2 separate regions of the Hordeum vulgare genome follow, and region 1 is linked to region 2. A link is a contact called in public Hi-C data. All regions are on one chromosome and are shown on one strand. The core of a region is the stretch at or near the end of the contact, and the rest is flanking DNA. Distances in the headings are between cores, read along the strand shown.

Region 1 (5,842 bases), core at 1,645-4,144, 740 kb before region 2:
TACACGAAAGTAGCATGTTCCGTGCATGATAAGGCTGGCAACAATGTTGCACCAACGTCCCCAAAGAGTTGCCTTTGAATTTTTTTTTGCCATCGGAGGCAACGTCATCGTTTTCTTGATCTTGTAGTGTACGTATCGCATGAAATTCAAACCCTCTTGGGGGATAATGATGATGTTGCCTCTAAGGACAATAGTTTTCCAAAGGCAACATCCGAGGGACATCGTTGCGGGAGTATCCGGTCAATCCGATCATGTGCGAAACAAGCTAGTTTCCTGCAACCCGAGCAACTTTCGGCTGACGGATCAGAATTTCGCACGAGACGTACACGGGACCGGGCAAAGGTTTTGGTTGTGTCACCCGCCCACGAGCGCCTTTTTGCAAAATACTCTCTAGAAAGGAATATGAGAGCATTCAGATCACTAAAGTAGTGCCCTAAGGTGAAAGATGACTCCTCCCCGATGAAAAAAGAGGATCCCTCACGTCGCCTCCCTCCAGGGGAGACCGGGGGAGAGATCCCTTCCGCTCTAGCCGCCACCCCCTCCTCCCATCCACCTCCTCTCATCGTCCCAGAATCGGCCGTCGGGAAATCCCCGGCGCCGCCGGTGAAGGGGACGGCGGGCCCTGGAGCCTCGTGACCATGGTGCAGCGGGAGGGGCAGTGGGAGGCGCGATCTGGAGCGGTGATTAATATTGTGATGGCTGCTTTTCCTTGTGATGCATTGTCGCTCCGACGGCTTTGCGAGTATAACAATCTTGGTTAGTGGTGTCATTTGATTTGCGACGCATGGATCCCGGAATAGCGGCTCTGGTGGCGGCGGCGCCGCGACACCCCTTCCACCGGGGATGTTCGGCCAAGGAGGTGGATCTTTGTGGCGATGCATGGGGGCAATGGAACACAGTTTCTCCAGCCCCGGTTCATCACAAAAGATGTGTGTGCATGTGCTACTAGCTAAGCAACATGGCGGTGCCGGTAACCGGCTAGGAGGCGACGGGCTAGATCGATACGACATGGGGGCATGATGCCGTGATGCGTATGTTGTTGGTCCTCGTGCTCTTTTTCTCTTCATGTCAACGTCCTGCAAGATCGGTCCTCCTTGATCTAGTCATCGACGTGTTCTGGGACGGCCGTTGAAGTTCTTTCTTAGGATACCTGAATCAGTTAGATTTCGGTATACATGTCCATATCGACCTACAAGGTCATGAGAGCATGACCCAGAGCTCTTTTGGTTGATGACACCTTGGGACTTGTCGGCTTCTCGATTTTCGTGAAGACAACGCTGGAGAAGATCATGGTGACCGATATTAGAGGATCAATTAGACAACCTTGACGGCGACGAAGTCAGCTAGGTGTTAGATAACTCTTAGGAGCATAACTGATAAGTGGGGGCGGCAACATTGACATGTTTCATTTTTGATGGTACTCCTCGGGTGACAGATTGTGACTTTCAAGGTGAAAACATAAGGCCTGATCTTCATTGGTTGTGCCACGTGATTGCCTTGTTGAAGGAATTATTTTGAGAGCACGAACTTTCTACAGGGTGAAAACCTAAGATTTTTTACGGGCAATGACGACGCCTCTGCACTGTTTCCTTCTTGAGGGCGTTGCTTTTGGAGACATTTTATGTCTTCCGGGTGTTGTATTAGGTGGTGGTATGTGTGCTGCTGTTGAGAGGCGTCGATCGCTATGTCGAGACCTTTAATTTTTTACTTCCTTTTTATTTTCTCTTTTTAGTTGTGTGCATCTTGGATGTCTTTGTGACATCTTATAGAAGTAGATGATAGGTATAATTGATATCTTCGTGAAATTAATATATTCCCCCTCTCAAAGAAAAAAAAGTGCTCTAAAACCTCTTATACATATACGATATACATGAAACCTTCAAAAATTACGTGCATGAAGTAGGATTTATAAAATGCAAAGTTCTGTTGACATTCATGGACTTGATGAAATTAACAAGTGTTAATCGGGCATAACATTGCCTTAGGTATTTTAGTGTTTCAAAACATAATGGTGCATATATTTATTGGGTATGAAAATGACATGGACTTAAATTAGACATAATTAATTCATATTCATATGATGCAAGGATTAACTACTATGGTCTTACAAAATGCAACTTTGTAAGATAAGTCTGTTTATATCATGTTAGTCACTTAAATGCAAGAAGTGAATATGTTAAAGATGATTAACATGCCAAGCATATCCTTGGCGTGAAAGTACTCATTATGTAATGCAAAACTCATGTAGAATGCAAATGCATAAAGGTTATAGGTCAATGGCTATCATCATGCGAAGGTTGTAAGTTTTAACATATTATGTCAGTTATATTATGATGCACTTTTGCAACAGACTTTTTATCAAGCAAATTGATCTAAAATAGATGAAAATGTTACCATTGTGTAGAACACAAAAACATGTACACCATTCATATAAGACATATTTTCATCGAATATATGGATTAAAAGTTATAATGATTTTAATATAAAATAATGTGGCTCCTTTCAACTATGCGCCATATAATATAGTGCAACTCTTTTCAGCTAGGCGATGGACAAACATGAATAGGGTCCGGGTGTCACACTGGTCAGGTGTATCACATCTATTAGTAAGGCGCTGCATAATACTCCATTCGTTTCTAAATATTTGTCTTGTTAAAGATTCAACTACGGACTACATACGAAACAAAATAAATGAATGTACACTTTAAATTATGTCTATATACATAGATATGTACTCCGTAATGAAATTTTTAAAAACGGATGAAGTATAGTGTAGCGTCTATATGTCAGGCGTCACATAGAAGGATCATACGGATGAATCATTTTATCTATGGTTCATTTTGTGAAATTGTTTCACCCATATGTCAATTTTATTCATGTTTGCTTCATTTTACTCAAAGGTATCCAGGACGAGAGCCACACGCACCTCACGGACACTCCCGGCCGCCCACCCACCCACACGCCGGAGCGATCCGTCCGGCGGCGGAGACCGCGCCACGTATGCTCCTCCCCCGCCTGCTCCCCGCGCACCGCCTCCTCGCCGGCGGCCCCCGCCCCCTCTTCCTCCTCCCACGCCGCCGCCTCGCTCCCCGCCCCCCAGCCGCCGTCTCCATGTCCTCCTCCTCCGCGGCGACCGCCCGCCGCAGGGTCCCACTGCGGGGTGTGGTGTTCGACATGGACGGGACCCTGACGGTGCCCGTCATCGACTTCCCGGCCATGTACCGCGAGGTGCTCGGCGGGGAGGCGGCCTACGCGGCGGCTCGCGAGGCCGGCGGGGGCGCCGTCGACATCCTCCACTGCATCGAGGCCTGGGGCCCCGACGAGCAGCGCCGCGCCTACGAGGCCATCGCCCGGTTCGAGCGCGACGGCCTCGACCGCCTCCAGATCATGCCCGGTGAGCCCCTCCCGGTCGCCCCCCCCCCCCCCACCCCTTGCGTTGGATTCCGATTTCCTTATCGGGTTGTGACGTTGCTTGCGATTTGCAGGGGCCTCGGAGCTCTGCGGGTTCCTCGACGCGAGGCAGATCAGGTGGGGTTGTTTGCCCCCAAAATGTAGCTCAATTCGCATGCGTTGGATGCTCTGTTCAGTTCAGTTAGCTGTGCAGTTCACTATGAGCCCAACTGAACTTTGTTTTCAGAATTGATTTGGTGCAGGTGTAATCGCCTTTGCACCTGTTAGTACCATGGAGTTATTTAAAAGTTGATTCATGCCATGATTTGGGGATTTGCTGTATGAATATTCAACTGTCGATTGATGTACGGACCAACATTTCAGGAAGTTATAGGGGTTGTTTTTGAATGATATAAAGAGTGCTGTAGCTATATAGATTGACTGGCTGGAAATTTGATCTGCAAGTAGAACCCGTGTTATTGCAAATTAGCAATCACAATATAAAGTTATCTGCTCATACAACATTCTACCTCATTTAGAAACCTTATACTCCCTCCTTCCCAAAATAAGTGTCTCAACTTTGTACTAGCTCTAGTACAAAGTTGTACTAAGCTTGAGACACTTATTTTGGGACAGAGGGAGTATTTCCTAATGTTCAGTACGTCTTTCTCTGTCAACTTTTATGATGCAATCATGTTATTTCATGGAATTCCCATACATCGTGGAGTGGGAATTTGCATTCTATGGAGCCATAAATATTATGATTCTCCGACCGTCTTCTTAATTCCATCAATCCTAGTGATCAGGAAGAAGCACTCTAGCAGCAGGTGCCTTGCTAGTTTGTTGTTTATATATAACAGACACGTTTTTTTTTTTTTTTTAAACAGCTACACATCAGATTTGCATGTTGCTTACTACTCCCTCCATCTCATAATATAATAGCGTTTTGCAAACTGTTTTAGCTTGCAAAACGCTCTTATATTGTGGGACGGAGGGAGTAGTTTGTTGTTTACTTGTCTGTAAGTATATAACAGACACACTTACTTCTTTTGATATGTGACAGTGAGTTCATGTGTAGCATCTGTTTGTAATTGTAAAATTCTACCAGATTAATGGTACAGAAAAAACTGCAATTATTAGTGGCATCTGTATGTAGTTACTTTATCAGATTAGAGATATTTATGTTTTTACTGATTCCTAACATTGGTATTGCACAGGAGGGGTTTAATCACCCGCAATGTGAAGGATGCAGTTGATTTGTTTCACCAAAGGTTTGGTGTAAGTTGTTGCATTAAACTCATTCTGTTCATCTCGTGCTTATACTTTTAGGATGATATCCATTGTTCTTGCCCATGTATATTACTGTGATATACCTTGGGACACTCAACCCAAATCTGTGTTTATTCTGGTAATGTTCTGCAACTAGTTTCTTGTACCTTTCTGATTTCTGAACATACCTTCATGTCGAGCTCCCCAATCCTTGTGTCATGTAGAAAGGCTGAATGTTCACATTTAGCCAAATTATGAGGTTATGTTGTAACTCTGCATAATACATGTCTTTTAATATTCATGTGTTACTTTATGCTCAACCAACTAGATTTTTTGTTAGTCATATATTGGTGTGGTAAAGTGAAATAACTTTCCAGTATTCGTAATATTGCAATCATCTTCAATATGCTAATCTCACACATCTTAAACTTACGCAGATGACATTTGTGCCTGCATTAAGCAGAGAGTTCCGCCCCTATAAGCCAGATCCAGCTCCATTGCTTCATATTTGCTCCACTTGGGACATTCCACCAACCGAGGTGATCATGGTTGGTGACAGCCTCAAGGATGACGTGAGCATTTTTTATCCCATTTTGTAGCTTAGCATATGAACGATTCCTGTGCAGTTTACTTTGTGCCATGGTTTGAGTTATCAAGGCATACTATCGGGATTCCTAAATTAGTGTAGATATTATGAGTTCAAAATTTGAAAGCTCCACAGTTAGTTATAGTTTCATACTTCCATCATACCTATGAATCAAAAGGAATTGTGCTTGTGCTGCTTTCCTTAAATGCTCCTTAATTCTAGTACTTACATAAGCTGGAGTTCAGGACAATTTTTGTGAATCTTAATCTTTTCTGGTAGCTTGTGCGTGTGTACTGATTCATTTGCCTAACCTTTGAAAACCTTGCGCAGATCGTTTGTGGAAAGAGAGCAGGAGCATTCACTTGCCTACTTGACGAAACAGGGCGATACGGCCCCCGCGATTCTTTGCCTGAAGATGTTAAGCCTGACTTCATGGTGTCTTCACTCCCCGAAGTACTGTCGGTGCTGGAGGAGCATTTCGATTTGGCTCCAGTATCTGTCGCCGAGAGTAGAATATGACGGAAACGTCGCACACCCTGAATGTAATATGGTATATGTCGAGCTGTATCGATCAGTTTATCTTTACCCATACCCTCC
Region 2 (5,279 bases), core at 1,776-4,275:
AAGACGGGAAGGGTGTCCATGCTACCATATGTGCTGGACCTTATTACCATTGCTTGACGTATGGTATATGGCACACGTACGGGCGCAAATGCTAGCTAGTTACCGGCGCCCACGTCGACATCGTCCTAGTCCTTGTTCCCCGGCTTGTTCGCCGTCGACGACATGGATCCATCAGTGAGGCCGGCACCCTTTTTAGGCACGCACCCGCAAAAAGGGGTGGTTCCAACGAATATACACTTCTGTACCATGCCGTCCGGACAGGGGGTATAGAATGAGTCCTCTATGTTGATCAACTTTGACGCCCCGACTTGATCAGCAGGATCACCTGAGGTTAATCATGCACACGGTTAGTCTACCCACGTAGCATATTAGTTACTCCATTCGTTTCTAAATATAAGTTTTTTAAAAGGTTCCATTACATATCATATATGGACATATGTAAATATATTTTAGAGTGTAAATTCGTTTATTTTGCTTTCTATGTATCCTTTATGTACCTAAAAAATAGTAGTTGGGAAGAATTATACTAGAAAAAATAGTCTTTAGCGTAATACTCCCTCTGTACCTAGAGAATTATAGTTGGAAAAAACTAGTCCTCTCCAACTACAATTATTTAGATACAGAATAAATATTTAAAAAAATACTTATATTTAAAACAGCGGGAGTTGAAAAATCAAGAGTATTTTTGAACAACAATGGCATGCGTTTCATTCAAGGACGCGCCGCATGTTTGCGTTCTCGTGCGGCGGCCCGGTAGCCAAATGCTACTCACATGCAAACAGAGAAAAAGTATGGTACGCGTCTTGCTAGGCTGACAGCGCATGCATGCATGGCTCCTCGTTTATTCTATCCTAGACTGGCCATGTCGTTTTCACCGTTCGCACCTGCTTCTTTTGTCCAAAGAAACATCAAATTTCTCATTAGACAACGCATCTTATAACCACTGTCAGTGTGAAAAAATGAAGGAAGAAAAAGTGATTAATTGCCAAGCTAAAAATTGCTCAGTTTCTAGATTACAAGAAGAGCTTAGTTGACATGCTAAAATGTGCCTAGTTTCCAGATTAGAGGTGTTTACTTACCGTGCAAATGCTTAGTCTCCAAACTACCCATTCTTAGTTATCATGCTAAAAAAAATGCTTAGAAGTACTTAGTTACCATGCTAGAAGAACGCTTAATTTCCAGCTTAAAAGGTTCGTAGTCGCCAAGCTAGAAAAAGCACGTAGTTTCTAGATAAAAAGTCTTAGTTGCCATGCTAGAAAAAATACGTAGTTTCCAGCTTAAAAAGGTTCTTAGTTGCCATGGTAGAAAAGAAACCTAAGTTTCAGATTAAAAAGTTCTCAGTTGCCATGGTAGAAAAGAAACCTAAGTTTCAGATTAAAAAGCTCTCAGTTGCCATGGTAGAAAGAAACCTACTTTCCAGATTAAAAAGTTCTTAATTGCCATGTAGAAAGTAGCTTGTTTTCAGATTAAAGAGTTCTTAGTTGCCAAAAATACCTAGTTTCCAGATTAAAAAGTTTTTAGTTGCCATGCTAGAAAAATACTTAGTTTCCAGATTAAAATAAGTAGCTTGTTATTTTAATTCTACCTAATTATCGTGTTGTCTCATAAATCTCGTCATGTGATGCAGGGGTGCTTACGCGCAGCCACCAAATAGTACTTGTTTTGCTAGATTATAAAATACTTATCAGATTACAAGTACTTGGTATTCAATATGAATATTTTAGGTTGCGGACTTAGCTGCCAGATTTTAACCATATTTAGTTGTCATATTTAAATTACTTAGTTGTCATTAAATATGTTTTAGTTGCCCAAATTACAAGTACTTAGTTGTCTATTTTTGAAGCTTAGTTTCGTGCTTAGTTGTATATTTTAGATTGGAATTTATTTACTAGTCAACATTATATTTTAGAGATGTATAGAACAACGTGGATTTGTTGGAAAAAAGCACTGTCGCAAGGATTAAACATGCTTACCGCAAAAACATGATGACTGTAAAGAGCCATGCCGATGCGTACTTTGCCAAACACTGATGTTTTCTGGGGCACAGTGATCACACATTCTGTGGTAGTACGAACGTTTTCCGTGGAAAGTAGCGGTGTACTATAGCAACAGTGCGTTGAGGAGTGTGCGGTTGCGCTGGCTCACTGGTCGTGCGTGCGATACGCGCATGAGGACAAGCCGCCGCACGGTAAGCATGAAATACGGCGCGGCTAGTTAGATTTTCCCTTCATTCAAACACGGCCACGAACCTCTGCCGTCGCTCGGAAGCATGGATCCATCGGTGAGGCCGGCACCCTTTTTAGGCACGCACTTGCAAAAAGGGGCGAATCCAATGAGTATACACTCCAGTACCATGCCGTCCGGACAGCTGGTATAGAACGAGTCGTCTATCTTGATCAACTTTGACGCCCCGACTTGAGCAGTAGGATCATCTGAGGTTAATCATGCACACGGTTAGTCTACACACGTGGCATATTAGTTACTCCATTCGTTTCTGAATATAAGTTTTTTAAAAGGTTCCATTGCAGATCATATATAGACGTATATAGACATATTTTAGATTGTAAATTCATTTATTTTACTTCGTATGTATCAATTCTGAACCTAAATAATAGTAGTTATTTTGCTTCGTATGTACCAATTTTGTACCTAAGTAATAGTAGTTGGGAAGAATTATACTAGAAAAAATAGTCTTTAGTGTAATACTCCCAACTACAATTATTCAGGTACGAAAGAAGTACTTAAAAATACTTATATTTAAAAACGGTGGGAGTTGAAAAATCAAGAGTATTTTTGGACAACAATGGCATGCGTTTCATTCAAACACGGCCACCAACCTTTGCCGTCGCTTGGAAGCCGGATCTCGCCGCCGCCGGAGGAGAGGCGGCGGGCGTCCGCGGAGGTGTGGAGCTGGAGGCAGAGCATCAGCACGATGACTGTGGCAATGCACCTCTTGGTGGTGTCCATGGCTGGTTCTTCTCTCTATGATCTTGCCCAATATTGCCGTGCACCCTCTCTGGAATGACCGGGGGCATTTTATAGCCAGCAAGATCGGCCTCGCAGCACGTACTGGCTGCTAGGTATAATATGCCTGATAGATCAGTATGTGGCTGTGCCGAAAATGTGTGAATACGCGAGACCCTGATATCCATCCAGTGCCATCCCGGCCTGGACGCGTGTGTGCACCGTGCCCCATTAATTCTGATCCATCATGTCCCTATGCTGGTAGGAAGATGTCCCATTCTGACACACAAATATGTCCATGCTTAAAACGAAGCCACGAATTGCGCACATGCGGTGGAGAGACCAAACGTCACGAATTGCCCAACGATTTGGGACCCCATTTACACGTCGGTTTCGTCTTCTCTTTCCTACATGGATATATGATAAAGCCGCTTACTTTGGCCATTTTATTGTGGTTATATATAGGAGGTGTTTGGTTTCAGAAGTGTAACATAAACGTAAACGTAATGGGTTTACACCGCTAATGTAAATGGTATGGTCTAAAATCAATTCTTGTTTAGTTAACTGTTGTAACGCTAATGAATACCGACGACAAAACAGGGACCCCACGTCTAGGCAGCCAACTAGCTTCAACCCCGACTCATGAGTGGGCGCCAAGGGTTGGGGATCGGGGGCTGGAAGAGTCCCTCAACTCGCCTCGCTTTGGCTGTAAAGTAATTTGTTTACGGTGGGGGGTGGATGGAATCAGGCTAAAAAAACGCCGGGATCTGTTTACGCGGGACCTTGTTTACGGGCAGAGCCAAGCAAACAAGATTAATGGTATGAGGTTGCGACGTAATCAGGTAGCGGGTGGAAAACTGCGGACCAAACACCTCCATAGTGGTAACCAGGAAGAGTTGGAGCCTGGTGAATCACAATACACTGTCGAACTAAAAGTAGGCATTCAATTTATCATTATTGGAGAACAAAGCGCCTGCCCCTGGCTCGGCCCCTCGGAGTTGCTTTCGGAGCCTGAATATTTTTGGCTTGCAGAGTTTGAATTTTCGTGGAGGTGACAAATGCTTCCAAATTAAGCACCAAGGAAGAACAGAACCTCTTATCGGGAACAAAATCTACCTCGCTTATTCAGTCGTTGGAGCAATATCTACTCTGCTTTTATGCATAATATGATCTGAAATCTAGCAAATTAATCATCTGAGAAATAGAAAAGGAAAATATAGGACCGGAATAGGAGCTTGATGAATCACAATACGATGTCAAACTAAGTAGACCGTCGGTGACTTTTGCGCGCAAATATTACACTAAGGCCCTGTTTGGAACCACAATAGATTATGATAATCTGGATTATGAAGATAGATTATATAATCTGGTTTATAAAGATAATCTAGGTGGACATGTTTGGAGGCCAGATTATATAAATTGTAATCCAGGTTTTACATTGCATAATGACTTGCATGTCCTCTATTTTTCTTAAAAGAGGAGGGTGACGGTGGCGGGAATGTAATTATCTCCAATTTTACTTGGATAATGGGTAATCTAGGTGGACATGTTTGCAGACCAGATTATATAAACTGTAATCCAGGTTTTACATTGTATAATGACTTGTCTGTCCTCTATTTTTTTAAAGAGGAGGGTGGCAGTGATTGGAATGTAATTATCTTCAATTTTACATGGATAATGGGTCATTAGCAATCTATAATCTGATTTTAGTTCGGGTAGAGTAGATTATAAGTTTTTAGTAACTTGTCCATCTAGTTTTTATAATCTACATAATAATTTATCCTATTTGAAGACATAAAAGATTATAAAAACTAGATTATATAATCTCAATGGTTTCAAACAGGACCTAAAAGTAGGTATTCAATTTATTATTATACTAGTAAAAGGGCCCGTGCGTTGCACCGGGTGTACAAAAAAATATATGCTTAGACAGTTGGAAAAAACTACCAAAAGGGTTCGTGCGTTGCAACGGATGTATAGACAACATATTGTTAATAAAAATCTTCATGCACACCAAGCAACATTGTGTGACTTTTTTACCATTAAAAATACATTTCGATTTTTGATTTTTTTTCTCCATCTTTTCCACCAAGCTAAAAAGTTCAAAGTATCTGTGCATCAATTATTTTAATATGTATTCCTTCAGCCCCCTTAATTTCTTTTACCGTGCGCATCATTTTCCTTTTTCTATCACCTCGTGTCCGTTTTTCCTTTATTTCTTCTCTGTCACCCTTCCTTATTTCCTTTTTATTAAACCTTACAAGAAGGTATCTACACGGTCAACATAGAGTGACCGCAAGGGGTTGGGGTTGGGG

The links. Hi-C and Micro-C count contacts between places; a contact is called where the count stands out from the background.
Region 1: a Hi-C map of leaf shows a contact between it and region 2, with 2.9 times the contacts expected there. The contact joins the promoter of LOC123403874 here to the promoter of LOC123401561 in region 2. A contact is called at or near these places in 2 of 6 Hi-C or Micro-C datasets (leaf and seedling).

What each region holds. Positions count from the first base shown.
Region 1 is chr6H:551,976,514-551,982,355 of MorexV3_pseudomolecules_assembly, reverse strand. LOC123403874 (haloacid dehalogenase-like hydrolase domain-containing protein At2g33255) reads left to right here and starts at 2,894. Exons shown (of 5, transcript XM_045097789.1): 1 at 2,894-3,394; 2 at 3,486-3,528; 3 at 4,608-4,668; 4 at 5,097-5,231; 5 at 5,576-5,842. The coding sequence starts at 3,001. The coding sequence ends at 5,764.
Region 2 is chr6H:551,237,283-551,242,561 of MorexV3_pseudomolecules_assembly, reverse strand. LOC123401561 reads right to left here and starts at 3,025. Exons shown (of 3, transcript XR_006611126.1): 1 at 2,838-3,025; 2 at 1,974-2,432; 3 at 1-325.